Linked DNA regions of Zea mays: region 1 is linked to region 2. The links are chromatin contacts, called in public Hi-C maps. All regions are on one chromosome and are shown on one strand. Each heading gives the region's core, a stretch centred on a gene start, on an enhancer-like site or on the middle of the called end of the contact. The rest is flanking DNA. Distances are from core to core; before and after follow the strand shown.

Region 1 (6,818 bases), core at 3,850-6,349, 99 kb after region 2:
GCACGAGCAGCTGAGCGGCGGGAGGGATGTCGACGGTGTAAAATTCCGGCCGCCCCGATGGTCGTCACTTCCTTCTCCGGCATCGAGCGCCCTCCCAGCAGCACCGCGAAGCACCCCAAGGTAGCACGGGCCTTCGGGCAATGGTCGCGGACGGGAACGGGGCTGGCGGGTGCTCCCTGCCGGGATCTGAGCCTGAGCAGTGAGTTCCCACGGCGACGAGCGGACGAAGTGACTGCGGTGGCTTCACGGCGATGAGGAGGGGCGGCGAGGAATCTGGACGACCCCGCGACACCGCGCAGTGCCCCAGCCCCAAATCGAGGCCACGCAGTTCATATCCCGTGAATCCAGGGTGGCGGCCGTGGCTTACTTCCCCTCCCTGTCTATCCCTTGGAACACGGTTGGCGCCCAGAGCGCGGGGCATCGATGGCGGCTTCACTCAGCTCGTAATGAGGTTCTGCACGACGACCACTACGGTGCTTGGTTATGGCTCGATGAGATGGGCCCTAGCGTCACCTAAATACACCGCGGAGAAGTCCGGATACGAGCGGAATTGGTGAGCTTCTCCTACAATCTCGCCATGGCGGTTCGATGGGTGGACTAGGGAATCGACGGCAGCGCAGATTTTGTTCTCCCTCCCCCTCGGTACAGGCGGCTTGGTTCGCGGCGAACAACGCGGCGGAGGAGCGGAGGTGGTTAGCAAGGTGGGTAACGAGCTGGTGCGTGGGCCCAAAGCGACAGCGAGTGCGCGAGCAGCTGCGCGAGATCTGACCCGGTGGCCCCACGCGTCCGTGAACGCACCGGTACGAGCGCGCGTGCGATGAGTGGATGCCAGTGGGCCCCATCCGTCGGTGGCAGGGTGAGAGGACGCGGGATAGGGACTGGGCTGCGCAGCAGACTTCTGTTTGTGGGCCGAAAACAGGGTTGGTCGACCCATGCAGCGACTTTTTCTTTTCTTTTCTTTCTCCTTTGCTTTTCTCATTCTTTTCCTGATTTAAATCTCTATTTGAATTCAAATGTTTATTGCGAATTTGTACACAGATTAAAGGTGTAAATTAAGAGTACTCACTTGAAGAGTTATATTTATTTTTATCCAGTTTTCTTTACAAGGTGATCTTTTTTTTTCTTGTTCGTTGATGTTATCTCAAATTTCTAAATTGTAAATGAGGTCTTAAATCTCAATTTGGACATTATAATATTTCTATTGATATAATTTCTTATTTTTATTAAATGCACATACAAATAAAAGCCAACATGATGCACTTAGGTTATTTAGGTGTCTTTTGTTAATTATTTATTTGTTTAAATAACGTGTTCACATGAAATGATAGATAGAGATGACACACTCATGTATACAAAGGGATGTACTTTTCTCCTTTTCGATTTTATTAAAAAGTGGGTATTACACTCGAGCAGGCGATCAGAGCGCGGACCAGCTCGCCCGCTCGGGCCGAGCGGGCGGAGGGTCGGAGGTGCGGCAGAGCAGCTCGCCTGCTCGAGGCGCGGAGCTGCTCGCGGCTCGGCGGCTCGGGTTGAGGCGCTAAGCGGACGACACTGCGGCCAGGTCGGGCGATCGGCTGTGGGCAGTGGTGGACGGATCAGTGGATCACGGAGGCACGGAGCGACGCGCTCAGCGGACGGAGGCGGTCAGGCGGACGGCGCCGGCGGAGCAGACGGAGTCACACACGGAGAGCGCGCTCGTCCTCGGCGGACGGCGTCGGCTGAGCGGCAGTTATTTAGGGTTTAGAATTAGGCCAGCACAGGTCTGTTTTTTTCTATGGCTTGGGTCATAATGGGCCCTCCGCCCCTGCTAATTAATTAACATGCCTATCTTCGATGGACAAAGGAAGAAGCATGGTGAAATCACATATGGTCCAGTCTTGTCCCCTTAGCCCCCTCAATCCCCTTGCTTCCAAACAAATCCTTAGGTCTTGTTTGGATACTCTTGTATTCACCTAAAGCCACATATATTGAGGTCGATTAGAGTGTAAATTACTTTAATTTACACCCCAATCCACCTCAATACATGTCGATTGAGGTGAATACGAGAGAATCCAAACAAGGCCTTGGCGGGTTTTGCGGATGCTTGCACTGTGGCTTTCACCCATCTCAGATAAGCGTATCACAGTCACCCGGTCCTACATACAGCCCCATTTGGGCCATGCTACTTAGGCTATTTTTAGTGGAAGTTTCATTCTCATTAAATAACATGACACATAAGCAAACAAGATGAGTTGGCATGCAATTTAATGAAGAGAGATCTGAGAGAGTTTCATGGATATGAGAGAGTTTCATGGGAATAAAACTCTGGATACAGCGTTTTCTAGATAAATATTGACATGACAGCCTTGAAAACAGTGTGATGGAATCATCCATTGAGAATGGCCTTATAATAGCTACCATAGTTCAAAGGTTGTTTTTACTTGGCTATCAACACGTTTTATTTTCGTGTCGATTTCAAAGAATTGTATACATTTCCTCTGAAAACATGTACAGGGTCTGTTTGGTTCAGTTTTTTCTGAGCAGCTTTTAGGAGAATCTGGCTGTGGGAAAATCTGACTGTGGAGAGATTCTGAGGATCATGGAGATTATGTGCGGAGTAAGATAAAAGAGTCTATAGGGTTTAAGATATAGAAAGTGACGGTTTTCTACTATCATAAAGACTCGGTCGATATTATGTTCACGTTGATTTTAGATGGTTTTGACTAAAGTGATTTTCGTAGAAGCGGTCCGAAAAGCTGGGTGTGTTTGCAGTCTGCAGTAGCTTCTGGTGCCTAGAAGCTGAAAAAGCTAAAACAAACAGAACCTATATATACTACTACCTTAACAAAGTCTCTCTAATACATGTAGAAGAAAAGGTTCTAAACCAAACTGTGTCTAAGTAACCGACGATCGGACGAGGTTTGAGTTAAACTTAAAAAAATTACTACAAATAATTGTTTTGTTATTTAGTTTTGAAACCTAATATTTAAAAGCATTGATTTGTCTTAAAAAGTACTTTTATAAAAGTAGAGATGTATTAAGAGTTTATTGGTATTTTAACAAAAAACATGGTCAAAGCTATATTTTAGAGATCGTGTCATTGTCGTAAACGACAAATAATAGGACAGCAGAGAGAGTATTTAATTGTTGTGTCTAAGGATGCTGTAGGATGAGCAAAAAAGATAGATTTAATTGTTCCTGTGATATAGTCCCAGTTGCCTTGGGTCTCATATATCTTATATCTATGTTCCAATCATTTTAGCAAATTATCATATTAAAGGTCTTCAATTTGATAGCAACTAGTTGAATTATGATCCCACTCCATTACCCCTAACGCTGCATTAAAAGTGCACTCCAATAGCTAAAAAATCTAAAAAGAGCATACATGAGAGGTACTACTGGGGTCCTAGTATTGTGCGCGGGAGATCTGTGATCTATGAGCTTTTGCAACCAAAATTATCTTGTTGGGCAAGGTTACCTTTAGGCTGTTTTCTTGCAAAATTTTAGGATATCTATCCACACCATTTTTATGATGTAATTTTTCTGTCATATCTTGAGACGACACTCTTATCTTCATAGTTAGTGTCCCGTGATGCATGCATGCATCATATGTTAATAATATATTCTCAGAACAGTACTTTTTCATATTACTTGAACATATTTGAGACACAATATATGTTGGATGGCAATTGTACTTCCAAAGGGATTAAACACTGAACATTATATAGTGAAAAAGTGATGTGCCTATTTGTATTGGTTAAAAATATTTTCTTTTATGCTTCTTATGTTTGATATATACTCTATGAAATGAACTGCACAACACTACAATTTACAAGCCAGGTAGTTTATTTTTGAAAAATAAAAATTTTCATATCCCTGTTGCCTAATGGATTGATGATATGATGGTGCTATTTCTGCTAGCACCTTGGAACAAAAGGTGGACGAGGTATTAGGTGATTTGGCGCATTTTGGTCTTATATATGCCATGACATGGCACCACATGAAAGGTCGGCGACACAATTGTTTAGGGTATGTTTAAAGGCAAAGTATTTCAAAACAGAGTTTTTCACAAGGTACAAACAGGCAAAAAATGCAGTAGTATTCTCTGATACTATGATTTTAACTTAAAACTCTAAAAACATTTTGCTTCCAAACCCTCTTACATGTTATGACTTATGACTAACATAAAGACAATTCGACTACGTGATGCATCATTCGCTACCTGCACCAGCTTGTGGCAAAATGGTCTTCCTATAGGTTTAGGTGGCACAATTTTTTTTGAACATTTTCATATTAAGTTTGAATCATAATGAATACACTCAATTCACACAGGCCCGGCCCGGGCGAGAGGGCGTGCAGGGTGTTCGAAGGAATAGGCCCCCAAATCTTTTGGAGCCCCAAACGTGTAACTCTATAGTACATTTATAAAATAGAAAATCTGCATTAGTCTTTAACTAATCTCTATTCCTTTAAAACACGAATTTTATGTTTTGTGTCATCCGCGAAGTGTGTTGAGTAGATCTGTTTTTGTCCCTCATATTTTGCCTAACAACCAGCTTGTTACCTCCTATATGGACCGAGAGAAAACATCCAAGCCCAACATGATACGAAGTTACGTACACCACAGCGCGAGCAACTGAGCGAGCTAAAAAAAAAGGAGCATGTCTTCTTTTCAACTCAAAACTTTTTGAGCCTTTTGGTTAAAATAAAGTGAAAAGTTAGAATCAATTAGAGCACTATGTAAGGATTGGGCTTAGAATTTATTGTTTTTATCAAATGTCCAAATAACATCATTTTTCTCCTCCTCGAGATTATAATTCTGTGTAGCATCACAAATCTGGTTTCAAAAATTTATTAATTCATCATGTAACTACCCTCCAAAAGAAATTAAGACCCGACCAGCTTTAACCTGTGCTACTACAGTTATTTATTAAACACAACATGATTAGACACATCTACTTCTTATTTACTCGTGTTGGTGCAAATAAAGTTTATTTTGTAATTTTTTGACATCATTTTAATTTTTTTATATTGAACTAACAAAACTGCACAAAGTTGATCAAAAGGAAAATTGAAGTAAAAGGACAGGGATGCTTAGCCGCAAGGCCCACCAGGCTTGGCCCGCGAGCGAAGCTGCCCACGGCCGAACAGAGGCCCAACTGAACTTTGTGGCTTTGCATCAGGAACTGTTCACTAGTTTCTATTCTTAAACAAATAAAATCACTAGTCACTGAATCTACTAATATTAGTTATCCAAAAAAAACCTGCTAACTTCTTTGTTCCGCACGTGTGTTATCTTTGTTTTTCTCATGGTACTCTTCGGAGGACGGAGCGAGCAGACTTTTCCCGACAACTGTTTACCCGCGAATTAAAGTTTCTGAGTAGCACCTTCACATCCTGAGTTTGATTTATTTGGAGACAAATTTTAGGTTTAGTTAAAAAAATCTCTCGTTGTGCTTCGGATCCGCCCGTTCCAGGTTACGTCCTACGTACTACCCTCTGGCTGGACCATTGCAAAGTGAACAGTAACATCCCGCTAATGATAGGAGATCAGGTTCGCGGTGATTTTCTTGGAGAAGCATATTTCAGTCCCTTCTTAATATAAAACCGAGAGGACGTTCTTTCTCTCCTCAACCGAGTTTATTTAAAGGCTTATATGTTAGTATTACAGTAATTTTAAGATAAAAATTAGAAATTTCGACAAAATTTCTTCTACATACTGACATACTAAAACACAAGCACATAAATATCCCGCCACACTATGCTGTGGTCCAAGTTCTAGAGATCACAGACAGTGGTTGTGAAGATTGGGAGATAGACTTTTCAGTTGAGGGGATCATAACCTTGCAGGAGGCAATGAACGAGTTGGTCCTTTGGCATCGACGCGACATCAAGTTGGGTGATGAGCCGATCTTAAGCCGTGTATCGCGTCATAAGTCACCAACACCGAATTCAACACCAATGCAACAGAAAGATAGTTCGATCATTCCATACCCCATGGTGCAGGAAAATATAGCACCGACCTCCACAAAAATCGTTGAAACAATCATATCACCTCTTGCGAAGGAACTCGACGAGGGGGACGTAGACAAAATTGTTCCTCAAAATGTCGACGCAAACATCAAAAAGGAAGCAAAGGTTGACACCAATGTTGAAGGGCCAACTACTTCAAAGAAAATTCATCAGCGAATCGTCACTGACAATGTCAAGAAACCGTCAGAATCAGTGACACGCTACCTGCAAAAATTGCAGAGAGTTATGATAAATCAATCAAAAGCGGAATCAGCATCTCGTGGAGTACGCACACTGTCCCAAATAGACAATTTCCAAGTATGGGAAGAATATGGAATGATTCATACTCGAGAATCATTACGTCTTAAAATCAATATCCCGATATACAAGAAGGAGGTTGTTCCTCATAACTTTGTGAATGGGAGGCCGTTCTTGACGACGGTGCAACTTTCTAAGTTGTCGACTCCGGAGATTAGAATGCATGAGTGGTACATGGTGGCTAGCAACAAATACAAACTCGATGACTTCACATTTGTTGTGCCAGAAGATGCATTTTGGAGCAAAGATAATATAGATCCTGTGCGGCATTTATTCTTTGACGATCTCTGATCGTTGTACCACTGACAAAGGATGGAAACCAACTACTTAACCCTCTTTTGCTTGTAAGTACCTCTAAACTTTCATATTTGTTAGTTTTGTACACGCACACATAAACGAGAGTCTAACGATTAACACTTTTTACACGTAGGATGCAATACATGGATGATAAGAAGAAACAACTTAAGACAGGGTTTCTTGACCCGTTGATGATATCCCAAGCTCGCTAC
Region 2 (7,169 bases), core at 3,048-5,547:
CGAGACGGCCAAAACTCTCTTCGAGCCGAGTGAATGCATCTGGAGTTGGAGAGGGCGGGTGGGAGGGCGTTGCGGTGGCTGATGGCGCGGCGACTGGTGGTGGTGAGGGATGGGCGGCTGGTGGTGGTGAGGATAACCTGGAGCTGATACCAGGTGTTATGGACCTTCGGTCCATAGGGATAGCTGTCTTCTCCGGCGAGGTTATACCCCTCTGCCGCAGGCTTGGTTCTAGGGTAGCAGCTCTAGGCGCTTGAGAGGGTCATTGCAAGAGAGAGAGATTGAGAGATTGGTTTGATAATGATCTTGCTTGATTTATTCCCTGCTGTCATGCGGCTTATAAATAGCCCTATGGCTAACCAACTTCTCCTACAAACTCTCAACTAACTCCTACTTTCTTGGACTTATCTGATGCTAACCAACTCTCCACAATTCTCTCATTTCAATCTTATTCTCTAACCTTATCCCAGCTCATCTCAATCTTATTCTCTAGCCTTATCCCAGCCTGGTTGTTGCCTCTCGCACCCTATTATGCCCATGACAGATTCCAACAAGGGTCAGAACTAAGAAAGGGCCATGAGATGATGAGAGTGAAAAGTGAATAATACCTTATCATTTCCAACAATCTCCAGACTAGAAGTCTTGGCAAACAATTTGTAATCAAAATTAAGTACCTGAAAACAATTGCAGAATCAACATCCAACTTCCTAATATTTCAAGAAATACATAATCAGTCTCCATAGTGCTTGAAATACAATGCTAAGTTCACCCTGTAGTATTCAATTCAACCTAGCAGCTAACCTCTGCAAACTCACTGATGTCTGACTTTATCTCCTTCACAAATGCTGGTGTGTCTGAGACCAAGGCCACCAGAGCTGTACCCTTAATATGGCTAAACTGTAGGGCTTTCTTGATACAAAGAACTGCAGCTTTTCTTGCTCGGACTGGCCTAGAGTAATAATAGGAGTTAACCTTCAACTGTTCAAAACATATGATGTATTCTAAAATGTAGGTGTGTTAGCCAACTATCGCCTCATTACTAATTAGCTCTTTAGCTCGCCTTTGCACAACACTGAGTGCTGCTAACAGATTATTTGCATGATACATGTGGTGGACATTCTGAAAATGAAAGATATTGAGTAAATATTGAAAATTTGAAATTGACTATTACTGTTTCAAACTTAAGTTTGAAGATTATATTACGGAAATAAAAGAAATATGCAAAGCTATCTTGGGTTACATTAACAATTTCAGCTACAAAGAAGCATTTTCAGTGACTACTGATGAACGAGATAAGTAGGCAAGTGAAATTGCATGATGTCAATATTCTACTACACTGCAGTTTTCCTTTTTGAACTGATGGGACAATCTATATAATTACTTCAATTTACACAAGCATCCACAAATAGTGCGCCATACCTATTCGCCATCATGCGCATGTGCAAAACAATATCTGGATTCACACCCTTCAAAGCCCAGTCAACTGCTTCTTGGACTTTGCTGGATGGAGATATAATAGCTCGCATAAGTTCACCAAATGTATTAGGCCTGGCGTACAATGAGTCTGGCAATCCAAAAAGAGCCGACGCGGCAGCCTTCATTCTAGGATGAACATTCTTCAGAAAGAACTGAATCCCAACTGCATCTGTTGCGCCATCAAACCTAGAATCGTGAATAAGTAGCACCATTCAGCATGCTTTTTACACATGGCTTTTGTATGAAAACTAAGGGCTCAAGAAAAGAAAGCAAATGAACTACTAATGTGTAAAGAACTGAATAAACAAGAAAGAATAAATGTACTACAACAAATGATTAGTTACATAAGAAATGCACACTAACAGAAATGACTGCTTAGTGGTCACCTAAGGCTTAAGAAATAAAAATTTAACCTTCGCGAACTTGTTCTCTAAACACTAAGCCTTGTGTAAGTGCAAGATGTGTCAGATATCTTCATCATCTAGTGTGCCTCTGGAGTAAATTAGGAAAGTTATCACCATTATTATTTTCTGCCCTTCTTCCAATCAATAACATATGCAGGTCATGCCAAGAGAAATATTGTAAAACGTAAAACTTATTCTAGGCTGTAACTGTAATACTAACCAGATAATTGAATCCTTCCAGCTATTCCAGTCACTACACAGAACATTCGTCTCAGTTGGATTTTCAAAAATATCCACTCTGATATTCAGATCTCTACCATATGTCCTAGCACAGCGATGCTTCCTCCACAAATGTTTGATTTCATGAATAGTGAATGACTGGTTGGTATAAGAAATGTACTCCCCAAAAGGATACAGTCCCCTGTTTGTTAGAGAAGAACAAAAATTTGTAAGTGGATAATGAATATTAATCACCACTGCTATTGAACTACAGAATCTATTTATCAGGGGTTCACAGCCATGATAATACGCAACAATTCACAATTAAACATCCTGTAAAAATTAACAATATATAAGCAACATAAAGTTTGAAGAATGTTTGGCAACAACAACAGGAAAAGAAGCAAATTCATAGAACTCAATGCTTCCGACCAATCGCATAATAGTCAAATCAAAGATACACATGAAAAGTAGCAGAGTGTAAATCCATATGCCTTGTTTGCCCGATGATCAAAGATCGGTTTAACATGACACTCAAGGCTCCCGCTGTTAAGATCTTGTACATTTCATTGCCAAATCCAGCTTCAGATGCTTTCCCCAACACAAATCCTTGTTTGCAGAATTCATGGGCAGGAAGCATTCTCACTCTTTCTGCTCCTGGCAAGTTAATTGAAGATGTAAACGTTGGGCTCCTGTGCATAACTACAAAGTGCAATTCTCCATGCAAATCTATTGGATACATCACAGTTGACTTATGACTGAACTATGTGATGCACATGTTAATTTACACTTCGTAAGCATGTGATGGGCCACAAACATGATAGCTTTTAATTTGTGTCTCTCTCCTGAACAAGTTTGTATCATGTGAATAGAAATTTTGTTGAATCAAGTAAACCAATGCTTCAAACAATTCAATAAACAGTGGTAGAAGATAGGCGGCCAACTTTCAATTTTGTATAAAAAAAATCATATACTGATTGTTCTGTTTATTAGTTGTTGATGTTCACAGCAACACTATATTGTGACAGGAAGCCCAATGAGTAATAAAGAACCTATGTAGACACTGCAGTTACAAATGGATATACTGGTGCATAATGTAGAAGAATGACAGTGGATATGTACCAAAATTCAGTTTGGTTCAAGGTTCTGTAATACACAAATACACAATCCTAATGTGATTTGCTAGAAACAACCACATGTAGTGGGGCGAATGATGGCAGCAAGTAGTTATGAGAACATACTTCGAGCAATGTCAATTTCTGCCACCGCCAGCAACATAAAAACTTGAGAAGTTCATAAGGGGCAATCAACTAATGTGAATTGCCAACCTATCAGGCGCTTTTCAGGCTAGTCCCCAATTCATTCCTAAATGGAGTGTTTGGATGAGCTAGAGCCAGTTACTAGTTAGGCTAAAAAATAGCTCAAAATAGACCAGGTTAGCTATCTAGATGGCTAACAATTAGTTGAACACTTGTCTAACAAATTAGCTCGCCTATTAGCCATTTAGCCCTCATGTTTGGATGCACTAGAGCTAATTTGGGCTAATGTATAGTTAGCTATAGTCATTAGCCCTTATAACAAAATAAGCCCTGTGTTGATAGCGTATGCCATCAAACTAGCCGGTTTATGGATCATATTCTAATCCACATATTGGTCCAAAAAAATATTCTAATTCACATATACATAGCATGGCTAACAAACCATGGAGCATTTACAGGGGAATAAAAACAGAGATCAAAATCGAGGAGACATCCTCTTCGTGACCGGAACGCACCGTGGAGCTCGAAGTGGCGCCGGATCATCTCGCGGACCCGCAGGCTGGCCTGCTCCGGAGAGCCCCGCCCAGCACCAGCGGCCTCCTCCCCCATCATCTCCACCGTTGCGCACGTGGCCCTGTCAACAACTACCGCAGGGTCACTGGCATCCGGATCCCGCTCCGCGGGAGGCGAGTCGTCGAGGAGCTCGTCTGAGGAGTCGCGGGCGTGGGACGCGGCGGAAGGGTTTGGGCGTTTAGGACCGTGGTGGTGCTGGAGTACGAGGAGGATGAGGGCCGCAGCGGAGAAGGCGGCCAAGAGGAGGGCTCGCTGAAGGAGACGCGATGACGAGCGGCCCCCGCGCCGCCATCTCATGGGTGCCGGCGGCATGGGAATGGCCGGCTGCGCGGGACTGCGGTACTGGCCTCCTGGGCTGGAACGAGCACCGGTGCGGCGGTGCCCTGTTCTGGACTGCAATACTGCCGCAATACTGTGCTGGAGCGAGCGCGCATTGGTCCGGTGTTGATTTTTTTTCTTTTTTATGTTTTTGAAAATATATAGAGGAGAGGAATAAATTGCTATGCGTATGTATCTGTCATAACCATTAAATTTAAATAGTTACATACATATTTTAGTTTTATTTAATATATCATTTAAAATGTAAATATATAAATATATTTTTTTCTTTGATCCGGGAATCCTAGAAATGATTTAAGTTTCTAAACTAGCCCTGCATTTTTGGGATTGCTACCCTGAGTAATAAGAGTATCACAAAAAGCTCTCTAGAAAATGACTCTTCAAAATCCGTTTTAACCGGCATCTAAAAAATTAGTGAGGGTAGATTTTAATTCTCTCTCCAACAGATCCCTTAAAGTGGCATATTGTTTCTGGGGAGCCCAAAAAACCTCTCATTTGTAGCTACAAATGAGGAAGTTTTAAGAGCTATGAAAAAAGTTTGGAACGTTTTAGGGGAACTGTTGGATATACGTTTTTGTATTTTTTCCAAAAAACTTTATTTAGAAGAGACTTATGGTAAGCTTTTGGGGATGCTATAACAAGGATTTTATTATGATTTGATTTTCTAAACTAGTCCTAAAGACTTGTTTGAATGTATAAGGAGTTAAGGGTTGGAGTGGATGAGCGACATATAATGGCCCTGTTTGTTTCGGATTCTAGCAGCTTCTGGCCACTAAAAACTGCTGCGGACTGCCAAACGCTCAGCTTTTCAGCCAGCTTCTATAAAATTCGTTGGGACAAAAACCATCCAAAATCAATATAAACACATAATCGGTTAAGTCGTTGTAATAGTAGGAATCCATCACTTTGTAGATCCTGAGTCCTATGAACAACTTCATCTTCTTCCACACGTAATCGTAATGATACTCAGATTCTCCCCACAGCCAGATTCTCCTCACAGCCAGATTTTCAGAAAAGCTGGTCAGAAAAAAGCTGAACCAAACAGGCCCATTGTCTAACCTGGGAAAGCCCACGGCAGTTTGGAGTTTTGGCCCGAAAGAAATGCACAAAAGGCGAAAAGGGACGTTGCTCCTAATAAGGCTGTCTAGTAGAGAGTTTTCTAGCATGATCTTTTAAAACTGCCATGCTATCTATAACAAAATGAAAAAATAAACGAAACACTCTTTTTTAATGAAAAGTTTCATTTTAGAATTTGTAGATATATAATTCCATGACCCATATATAGTCGATAATAATTGTGCTAGCTAAGACAGTTTGATCTCCATGACACTCACTTGTTCTCTTTTTTAAAAAAACGTTTTCACTTCATCAAAAAGGTTCTTGAGACAACTCATTAAATAGAAATAAAACTTGCACTTAGACCGGTCTAATCATTATCATCCCTAAACTGTGAAAGTGTACGGAGGTCCACACATAGGGTTTCAAATCATAGATCTTTTAAAAGTTTCAAAAAGGTGTCAGATGTCTTATGATCAGGCACACGGTAAAAAAAATGAAACTTACGCGTGTGATATACTAGATATACAACATAACATAATTAATGAGACTCGGCTCCAAATGACAGACGAAGCACTTTGGCATAAAAACGAACTTTAGCTTTTGCTTTAATAGGACCATTTATATATATTTTTTTTGTTATTACATGGAAGGTGACGGACACACTAATAATAATCGGAGGCAAGAACTACAACAATGACAATCTAAAATTAATACATGCGCATATTGCGCGAGAACGAAATGAAACAACATGAGTTGCCAAACTGCATGCGCACTTAATTTATGTTATGTTACGACCTACCGGATACACATACATACGCATGTTCTTCTTCATGAATTCTGATCTGATCGAGCGAGGAATCTAGACTTGCTCGGCGTCGCTGCGTCCCGCGCCGTTCTCCGCCGGCTTGGCGGCGCCCTTGGCTGCTTCCTCCGGGTGGCCGTCGTGGACCTTGACAAGATCCTCCGCCACGGCAGCTGCAGGTGCCGTCGTCGCCGCGGTCAGCTTGGCAATGGTGACCACCACATGTTCGCCGGGCGCCTTGTCCTTGCTGGCGTCGTCGGCCACGTCCTTGGCAGGCACCCTGGGCGTCGCGTTGCGGTAGAGCGCGTAGAGACCCATCTGGACCACGCCGAAGCTGAAGCCGATGACGTTTGGCAGCTGATGAGGACGCAAACAAAATAGAAAGAGCTGTCAGTTGCTGATCGATCGATCTGTTTCGCTGGAGAAAGGGGACGATCGAGTCCAGTGGCGGACGCAGAACGAAAATTTAGGGGGGGCCAAAAAAAAACCACATGGGAGCTATGATTTTCTAATTCGCTAAGTCCACTGACCGCATGAGATAAGTCATATCGTTGCGACGAGCGAGATCTAGCTTGTCGAGCGGATCGACGTCACGAGAAAAACAGGACAAGTGACGGAGGCGCTAGGAAGGGGCGAAGTCCGGTGGCGTCGCATCGGGAATGGGTCGGCGGCGTAAACAGGGCAGCGAGCAGACTGATTTAGGTGGTGTCGGGAAGATTAGAGTTAGACTGGTAGGTGCAAGGACTGAACCGAGAGGATTCGGCGAGCAGGCTCATAATATGATTGTTTTAGGTCATGTTCTAAACCTCTAGAGCTAACTGTTAACTGGTTTTAGCTGGGTTGGGATATCTAACAATTAATACTTATTTGAGGAGTATAGCTAACAATTAGTTGATCCATTCTAAACCTCTCGGCTAATTTTAGCAACTAGCTATTAGTTTTAGAGATTTAGAACAAGACTTTATACTATCTAAAATTTTGATTTTTCCCACACTTAATACTAAATAATTATTAGGTATAAAAGAGTGTACAAAATTGAGG

The links. A called contact is a pair of places that touch in the nucleus more often than the background predicts.
Region 1: a Hi-C map of ear shows a contact between it and region 2, with 1.8 times the contacts expected there. The contact joins the enhancer-like site here to the promoter of LOC100304257 in region 2. A contact is called at or near these places in 2 of 25 Hi-C or Micro-C datasets (ear and leaf).

The regions. Positions count from the first base shown.
Region 1 is chr4:23,462,657-23,469,474 of Zm-B73-REFERENCE-NAM-5.0, forward strand. No RefSeq gene overlaps it. Among protein-coding and RNA genes, the nearest start is that of LOC103652944, 26 kb to the left of the region's middle. Within about 2 kb of position 5,100, at least 9 of the 20 cell types and tissues checked have an H3K27ac peak or open chromatin away from gene starts, as enhancers often do. A contact at or near this core is called in ear and leaf, where this site is marked.
Region 2 is chr4:23,364,903-23,372,071 of Zm-B73-REFERENCE-NAM-5.0, forward strand. It overlaps LOC100304257, which reads right to left and starts at 4,298. Exons shown (of 8, transcript NM_001165700.1): 1 at 3,871-4,298; 2 at 2,591-2,753; 3 at 2,098-2,298; 4 at 1,417-1,659; 5 at 799-946; 6 at 606-671. The coding sequence starts at 4,240. It overlaps LOC100192602 (mtN3-like protein), which reads right to left. Exons shown (of 6, transcript NM_001137817.1): 6 at 5,901-6,485. The coding sequence ends at 6,186.